3 separate regions of the Sus scrofa genome follow, and all the other regions are linked to region 2. A link is a contact called in public Hi-C and HiChIP or PLAC-seq data. All regions are on one chromosome and are shown on one strand. The core of a region is the stretch at or near the end of the contact, and the rest is flanking DNA. Distances in the headings are between cores, read along the strand shown. Region 1 overlaps DOCK4 (dedicator of cytokinesis protein 4). Region 2 overlaps DOCK4 (dedicator of cytokinesis protein 4). Region 3 holds the start of ZNF277 (zinc finger protein 277).

What was found. Hi-C and Micro-C count contacts between places; a contact is called where the count stands out from the background. HiChIP or PLAC-seq counts read pairs in DNA pulled down with a chosen protein or histone mark.
Region 1: a contact with region 2 is called in a Hi-C map of liver, with 4 times the contacts expected there. The contact joins two enhancer-like sites. A contact is called at or near these places in 1 of 47 Hi-C or Micro-C datasets (liver) and 2 of 2 datasets of contacts at active chromatin or transcription factors (alveolar macrophages and skeletal muscle).
Region 3: a contact with region 2 is called in an H3K27ac HiChIP or PLAC-seq map of alveolar macrophages. The contact joins the promoter of ZNF277 here to the enhancer-like site in region 2. A contact is called at or near these places in 3 of 5 promoter capture datasets (fetal liver and liver), 12 of 47 Hi-C or Micro-C datasets (alveolar macrophages, brain, embryonic fibroblasts and 5 more) and 2 of 2 datasets of contacts at active chromatin or transcription factors (alveolar macrophages and skeletal muscle).

What each region holds. Positions count from the first base shown.
Region 1 is chr18:33,452,418-33,455,117 of Sscrofa11.1, forward strand. The region is part of intron 1 of DOCK4 (dedicator of cytokinesis protein 4); the gene reads left to right. Among named protein-coding and RNA genes, the nearest start is that of DOCK4, 31 kb to the left of the region's middle. Within about 2 kb of position 1,429, at least 3 of the 83 cell types and tissues checked have an H3K27ac peak or open chromatin away from gene starts, as enhancers often do. A contact at or near this core is called in liver, where this site is marked.
Region 2 is chr18:33,721,193-33,723,911 of Sscrofa11.1, forward strand. All of the region lies in intron 16 of DOCK4 (dedicator of cytokinesis protein 4), which reads left to right. Among named protein-coding and RNA genes, the nearest start is that of IMMP2L, 280 kb to the right of the region's middle. Within about 2 kb of position 1,354, at least 14 of the 83 cell types and tissues checked have an H3K27ac peak or open chromatin away from gene starts, as enhancers often do. A contact at or near this core is called in alveolar macrophages, brain and liver, where this site is marked.
Region 3 is chr18:33,421,507-33,424,344 of Sscrofa11.1, forward strand. It overlaps ZNF277 (zinc finger protein 277), which reads right to left and starts at 1,509. Exons shown (of 12, transcript XM_021079287.1): 1 at 1,380-1,509. It overlaps DOCK4 (dedicator of cytokinesis protein 4), which reads left to right and starts at 1,693. Exons shown (of 54, transcript XM_021079277.1): 1 at 1,693-2,097. The coding sequence starts at 2,061.

The DNA of each region.
Region 1 (2,700 bases), core at 179-2,678, 270 kb before region 2:
TGGTGCAGTGGTTAACAAATCTGACGAGGAACCATGAAGTTGCGGATTCAATCCCTCACCTTGCTCAGTGGGTTTAAGGATCCAGCGTTGCCGTGAGCTGTGGTGTAGGTCACAGACGCGGCTCAGATCCCGCATTGCTGTGGCTCTGGCATAGGCTGGCGGCTACAGCTCTGATTCGACCCCTAGCCTGGGAACCTCTGGCCCAAGAAATGGCAAAAAGACAAAAAAACCAAAAAAACAACAACAACAAAAAAAAAACTTGAGACGAAAAACCTTATATGTCAACTTAAACATGTGCAGGGGGGAACACAGTTATAATTCTTTTAGCAGGCATGCAAACAAAAACTCTCTGGAAAACATTGAGATAAACCATCATCTAGTGAGAACCAGGTGCCAGTCATTCTGGAGCACAATATGGAAGTGACAGAGCCTTAAAATCAGATGTTATAAATCTCTGGAGTATTTTAGGGTCACACGAAGAAAGGCACTGGGGAAGCATCTTATACTGTCCTAAGGTGGTGAGATCTTTTAATTAAAATAGTGTAATTATTGTTATTACTTGAGAACCTGCCTTTATTTCCTAAAATCATGTTTTCTTTCATATATATGAGTGTGTGCATGTGTGTGTCTAATTGTTTGGCGTCATGGTAAAGAGAAGGTTTTGGGGTCCTTTTACCAAAACATCAGTGAGCTTGCAATTGGTGCAGGGTTGCACCCTAGTACCTTTCCGTGACGGCATGTCCACAGCTGTCCCTGAAGCAGTGAATTAGATGAGCTTCTGAGTCGTCTGGGTCCTTGGAGGATAGCAGATCAAGGTAACAAAGGCAGAGTGTGTTTTCAAGGATTATGGCCGTCTTTTTCGGATGATGTGGGCATGTGTGAACAATTTCTGTTTTTCAGATTGTGTACTAAAGTCTGATGGGACCCCACGGACTCTCACACCCAGCTGAATTGTCAAAGAGCTTCAGCAGGTCAAGGGTGAGAGTCTGCAGATGGCATGGTCTCGGCCATGGTCCCAATGATACCTGGCAGGCCAGGGTGGAGCATAACACAGGTGGAGAACCAGGAGGGAATGGGGGGGGGAAGAGAAAGAGAAAGAGGAAGGGAAAGCCTGCACTGGGAGGCTCAGAAACCACCCCCTGCACCCTGCTGTCCTCTCTGAGGTGTTTTATGGGTCACCTGCTGGGGCTGCTGCTGGAGGTCCAGTGCCCCTGTGACAGGCTGTGCAGATACCCTGCTTGATCTCCTGACTTACTTTGCTCACTGTATTGTTGGACATGATACTGTTAAGGAAACTTTCTTGGGGACCCTTTTCCACTTGGAATTGCCGATGGTAGTGTCTTGCTGTGGGGTTGTGCTTGGCCAGACCCTGCCCTTGGGCATTTTCAAGCTTTCCCTGAGCTGGCATAGCCATGACCCAGGTCTCCCGCAGGTCTTTGTAGTGTGTTCAGAGTGTGCGGTAGCCTTTGGGAGCAGGTGATTCCTAAATATTGCCCAACTAATAACTATTTGGAAAGCCAGACAAGATCCCAGTGGAACCCTTTTGAGCTAAGTGCTGCTTGCCTTTAAAAGAGCAAGGCAGGCTTCAAAGCCACTTCTGTTTGGCTCTGTTATTAATCTCTTTAGGAAATGATTCCTTAGGGAACCGGGATAAGAGGACCCGCTGCCTGCAAAACAGCTGCCTCGCCACTAAGTCTTTAGAAAGAGACAATGGAAAATAATCTAGTACAACAAGGGCTATTGTCCAGAGTGACATTTCCCTCCTTCCCCTGAGTTGAAACAGTTGTGTTGAAACACGGAAAAGTAATTATAAATTGGGGGGTGGGGGTGGGAGTCATCCCTTTTGCTGTTTCTTTCTTACACAATGCTCATGGGAGATCATGCTTTTTAGCAGTTTGTTTCCTCCCTGGTTTTTGAACAGAATCCCCCCCCCCCCAAAAAAATCTGACACTAAATTAATCAGGCAAAAGTATAGAATGTCAGAGGGATTACATTGGATTCTGGGTAATCATTGGTTGGCCTTTGAGCTGTTGACATGCCAGATGTCTTTGGCATCAGTGAAATGATAAATGTTCATGTGATCAGACTGGTTCTCGTGAAAGGCTCACAGGAGGTCATTAAGCTTCTTTCTAGTTCCCAGATTTTGTTTGGATCTGAGTCTGTGTCCTCTGGGCTAAGGTCTACCCTTGAAGATCCTTCAGGACAATAGGCTGTCATTTTTACCTGTGTATCCATATAGCAGAAAAGAAGATAACATTATATGGTTGCAAATGTGGAACTATCAAAAGTATAAAGAAAAGGGATCATCTATAACCCCATCATCAGAAATAACCTACAGTTATTTTTTAAAGTCTATCCTTCATGTCTTTATATTTTTTATTTCTGTATTTGATGTATTTTAACAACAGGATCATGCAATATTTACCATTCCGTATTGTGGTTCTTTTATTTAACGATAGATTGCAAGCTAATGAATTTATCTCTTTTGCAGAAGATAAACACTTGAACATGTGAATTGCTATAATTTTAGTTAATTAGTGTAGTCTGGCTTTGGAGGGAGCAATTGCCCTGATTTTTACCTCTGTTTTCTAACACTGGCAGTGAGTATCTAAAAGTCACTTGTTTTCTTCATATGCTGGAAATAGCCTTTATTTGAGATCTCATGCCTCTAATGATGTGCTTCCTATTAGAGGTGGAGAG
Region 2 (2,719 bases), core at 104-2,603:
TTTTTTTTTGGTCTTTTTAGGACTATAACTGCAGCATATGGATGTTCCGAGGCTTGGGTTGAATTGGAGCTGCAGCTGCGGGCCTCGCCACAGCCATAGCAACTTGGGATCTGAACCCTGTCTGCAGCCTACATCACATCTCATGGCACTGCGGGATCCTTAACCTGCTGAGTGAGGCCAGGGATCAAACCCGTATCTTCATGGATACTGGTTGGGTTCATTACCACTGAGCCATGATGGGAACGCCCCCAAAATTAATTATTTTTAAAAATAATGAAACTACTTCAGCTGCACAGACCACTCTCTCTCCCAGGATATCTCCCACAAACATACCCTATTTTTTGAAAACGAAAGTCGGCATGGGTTGCGGGGGTGGGGATATCTTTTTTAGCCATACCTGACATTTAGTATGTTACCTATAATCAATCAATTTTAAATTTGATGTAGCAAAACTCAAAACTTGGTTAAAACAATAGTGGAAGAGCAATTGTGGTCACAACCACTATGTTGTGTAGTAGGTGTGACCACAAAGTTTGGTTCAGGTCCAAGCTCTGACACATACCAACACTGTGACATTGAGCAAGTCGCATAAGCTCTTTGGGTTACAATATCCCACCTCATAGGATTATTATCTGAATAAGAAAATACAAAGTGCTCAGCCTGACGTTTAGTAAGCCCTCATGAATGATGGTTGCTTGAATTGTTTTTAAAATCTCCAGAGTTGTGTGATGTGTTAAGGATGCACATGGAAAACCTCAGAGGACAAGAGAAGATAAGCAATGAGATTTTCTGTGTAATTTCTGCCTGCCCCATTTAAGTTCCTCAGAAATAGATTAAAATTCTAACCCCAATACCTAGCATATGGCCTTGATTCCTACTGGACAAAAAAAAAAAAAAAAAAAAAAAAAAAAAAATCAATTCTAAAGCTTTGGTAAATATTATATCAAAAGGTTCATAGAGACCAAAGGGTGATTATGTACTTTACTGAATTGATGGGTAGAATTCCTGCCCCCTCCCACTTCCTCCCCACACCAATACTAAGATACACACAACACACATATACACACACCAGTTTTATTGGTGGAAGTTCTTAAAATAACTTTTCTATCCAAAGTGATGTTTTATTAGTTGTTGTTTTTTGTACTTGAATAAGGGTGATAAGAGTTTAGCTGTGAGAAGCTATCAAGGTGTCATACCTCAGAACCAGAGAGACTTTGGTGCTGCAGTCTTGGCCCCCACAGGCTGGGGGAGAAGTAAAGTGAACAAGAACAGATGGCAATGATCAGGTCATCAAGATTGGCCCCAGTGAAGGCAGCCAGGACTTGTGGTTACAGTGCCCCCTACAGGCACAACACAGCCATCGCGTCTTCCATCACAGAAGTGGTCAGTCCCTGACTGCCAGTTGAGCTCCACGAGCACAGCAAGCAAGAATCCTAAGACGCTTTGAGAAGTGCTCAAGAGCCAGGCTGTCTTTGGCGGGGGCAGGGGGTGGGTACGGGGAGAAGCCCTGTCTCTAGGGGCAGGACTCCTGTGAACAGATGGCGCATACCAGACCAGAGCATGCAGCTCCTGGGGAGGAAGCCTGGAAATAGCGAGACAGTGTCCAGACTGGGTTTGCACGAGCCTCCTGTCCCAAAAGGAAGTAGTGGTTCAGCCTACACAGCACAAGTCAGGCTGGGGATGGCAGACCACAGCATGTTCCTAACCCCACAGACGAGGTCCAGACAGGAAATCAGGTTACTGAGGGGCCCTGTGACGCATGGCTTGCTGTCCTCCAAACCCTGATACCACTGAACAAGACCAAGGAAAAGGGAGACAGTGTCTCTGGGTTCCAGAACACTACTTTGCCTAAGCATTTTTTCTGAGGAAAGCATATGACGTGTTCACTTTATAAATGTTCTTTAAACCATACATACATTCTTCTGTCTAAATGAAATATCTTGTAGTAATAAAAGAAGGCATTTGGAGTCATAACATGAGAAGCAAATTACGGAGGCTGTTTGTTGTGTTTCTTGGTACTCCTGTTGGTGGGCAGGTGTGCTGGGAAGAACATCTTGTCATATCCCAGTTCTCCATCTCTGAACATATCAGGTCTTTCTTAAAGATTTACTTTTTATTATTTTTTTTAATTTTGTAAATCACACCAAGTAGTCTAGAAAGCCAGAGGGATTCCCTGCTTAAATTCCTACCTGTTACTGAGACACTGGCCTTGAAAATATACAAAGTTTAAGAAATAACGTTCCTAAAACTATATTAATTTATACTCAAAATAAGCTAAACTATACCAGTTGTATATCTGTTAAAATATTTCTTCTCAAAGTTTTAACTTAAAATCCCCTTCATTACAAAAGCAGTATACAGATAAAAATAAAATAAAAACAGCAGACTCTCATTACCCAGATGAGATGTTTTTTGTCTTTTTGCCTTTTCTAGGGCCGCTCCTGCGGCATATGGAGGTTCCCAGGCTAGGGGTCTAATTGGAGCTGTTGCTGCCGGCCTACACCACAGCTCATGGCAATACCGGATCCCCAACCCACGGAGCAAGGTCAGGGATTGAGCCCGCAACCTCGTGGTTCCTAGTCAGATTTGTCAACCACTGCGCCATGACGGGAACTCCCAGATGACGTTAACTGTTAACCCCTTAGTGTATATCCTTCTGGATGTTTTCCTGGATGGACTTTTTTTTTTTTTTTTAAACCCAAATGATATGTTTTTAATT
Region 3 (2,838 bases), core at 259-2,758, 300 kb before region 2:
GGAAACTTTGAAATGTTGCAGTTTTTTACCATACACATTTCTGAACAGTTTGAACAGTTTATAATGAAAAGTTTTATAATTTAAAAACAAGTAATGATATTTAAAAGTTTTACAATGTTTTTGAAAGGCACACCATTTTCTTCTTTATGAGTTAATCTATGAGATCAATTTACAAAGGATTCCACCTTCAAATGTTCAAACACGTAACCCTCTGGAATTTTGAGAAGCTGGAAAACCTTAAGAGTATGTTACTGTTAGATAAGATCTGACTATATGGCCAACCCTGGAATGAATTGTTTAGGATGTGGATATAACTCAATATTTAAGTACGGAGCTTACCAAAGATTTCTTTGGCAGAAGTGCTGAAATAATTTCAGAGGTAGGAGGTTCCACTAGGATGGGAAGTGGGAAGACATAGCACAGTCTGTGTGCTAAGACAAAAATGTCAATTTAACCACGAATGCAAAAGCAAAGAAAGAAATTTTACAAAACCGCAATAAGGATGGAGAACTAAAATGAAGCTCCAAACCATGTCCATTAGAAAAAGACAACTAGCTGTGTTAAGTTACATATCAAATCAAAAAAGAAGGGAGTCAGGTGGGGGATAAATATATAGATTAAAGGTAAAAGAATTGGGCTAGGAATTCTAAAGATAATCCCCCAGCAGCTTTCAAAGTTTGATTTTTTTGCCCTCTGCACCGGATAAAAGGACAACTTGAAAGTTAGGTAAAGCCAAAGAAGCTGTGAAGATTTTCTCTCAAGCCACGAGAGCCAATTGCCGCTTCTTTCCTCTTGCTCCAAGGACCCAGCTCCACCAATCCCGGAGAATGCCAAGGGCAGTCAATGAGCAACGGGAGAAGCTCTGAGAGCCACACACTCTCCCTTCAGAGGCTGCACGAGCCAGCCACTGAGAAAATCTGGGGCGTGCAAGGCAGCGACCAGTCTGCAACTGGAAATCCGCCCGAACCCAAATAAAACTTATCTTCAGAGGCCAAAGCAAGCAAATCGAAGCGGGGGTAGGGTACTGGCGAAGAAAACGCTGCTAATCCCAGAGTTAACAGCACACAGGCCGGAACCTGACCTGACCCACGCCCACTCACTCGGCAGAGAGCGCAAAGGTGCGAGCTCCAAAGGCAGGATAAACGCTCAGAGAACTTCCTTGGCTTCGGAAAAGCCATTCCATCCCATTTTCTCTTCCTTCTCAGAAAGACCCCTTCAAGTTGCCGCCGCCCACCCCACCATGTCCCTCGGGGCCCCTCATGTGGCCCCTTCGCGCCCCCAGGTGGCCTTAGAGCTGGGGTCCGCCCCGCAGTCAGCTGCACTCTAGGTGGGAGAAAAAGGAAAATAAACCACTTGCACCTCAGAGGTACTGTACTCACCCTCATAAGTGAAAACTCCGGCTCCGCCGCTGCTGCCATCACCGTCTTCCTCCTTTTGGGGAGCAGCCCCCTGGGTCTTGGGAGCAGCCATTACGCGGCTGAAGAAAAAAGGGAGGGTCACGGGCAGGAGCGCAACCAATGGAAACGCGCCTAGAAACGAAGTCCCCATCGACGCGGCGTTTCCTCCACTCCCACGCCGTGCCGTCACGTTCTGGGCCAATAGGACGTGACGATCAGAACATAACCCCGCCCTACATGCTAGTGCCACGCCCCCTTCCGGGATGGAGAGACCCAGAACTACAATTCCCAGTGTGCTGCGCAGGCTCTGGGCAGGGAGGGCTGGAAGAGGCGCTGGCGGGCGGGGGTGCGCCCGAGAGTGCCCCGGCGTGTTCGCTTAGTTCAGTGAATCAGAACAATGACTGCGCCGCTGGGTTCCCGGGAGCGCGTCGGAGGACTGTGAGCAGCCGCCGCCTGGAGAGCGGCGGGCGGCGCAGCCTCGGCCGCGCGGTGTCAACCTCGGACTCGCGAGCTTCCAGTGCAGACCCTGCCCAGCGCCCGCAGCCCGCGCGGAGCCGCCGGGCTCCAGCGCTGCAGACGCTACTCCGGAGCTGTGCATTGTTGTGAGCTGGAGAAGGGGTGAGGGGATTACAAAGCCCGAAGACCCCGAACCCCTCTTTAGCCATGTGGATACCTACAGAGCACGAGAAATACGGCGTGGGTGAGTCTCCGCGGGGCGAACTTTTTATTCCGCTCTGGCCGGAGCGGGTGCGTATTTCGCGTCCTTGCCCTGGCGACTCTCTCTTCTCCCGGCTGGAAATGCCTCATCCTGGCATCGCGCTGCGGGTTCGGGGCTTTACCCAGCCAGCTCCGGGCAGAGGGGTGCGCTCTGGGGTCTCGCCGCTCAGCGTCTGATGGGCGCTCCGGGCAGCGGCTGGGGGGAGCGCGCGACCAGCCCGCCCGCTGCAGGCTCTGCCTGCGGAGTTTGTAGTGGCGACGGGGCGTGTGTGTGTCAAGTTGCAAGAGGAGAGCGAACCGCGTTCCTCTCCAGCTGCTACCTTTCCCCAAGGCGGCAAGGGCTGTAACGATTTCCCGGGTGGAGAGGGAGACAACAACAATCGCGCTAAGTGAACAGCCCCAAAACAGAAGGGAGGCGCAGAACCTTCCCTCTGCCTCCCTTCAGCATTCCCAGAGTGCGGAATGTGGCACCGTCCTCAAAAGAGACGGTCAGACAGAGTCCGGCCGGGGACTCTCATCCCGGGTTACCCTGTGTGTGTGTTGACGGGCGGGGGGGATTGGTAAATTTCAACATCTGCGTCGCTCTGCTCTTTGGTCTTTGGAGGGGAACCGGTATTTCAGCAATGTTTTTACTTCTGATCACCCTCTCTGCCCGGGGTGAGCCGGTGGGGGTGGTGATGGAGGACAGCTGTGGAGCGATAATGGGGAGAGGGAATCGGAAAGC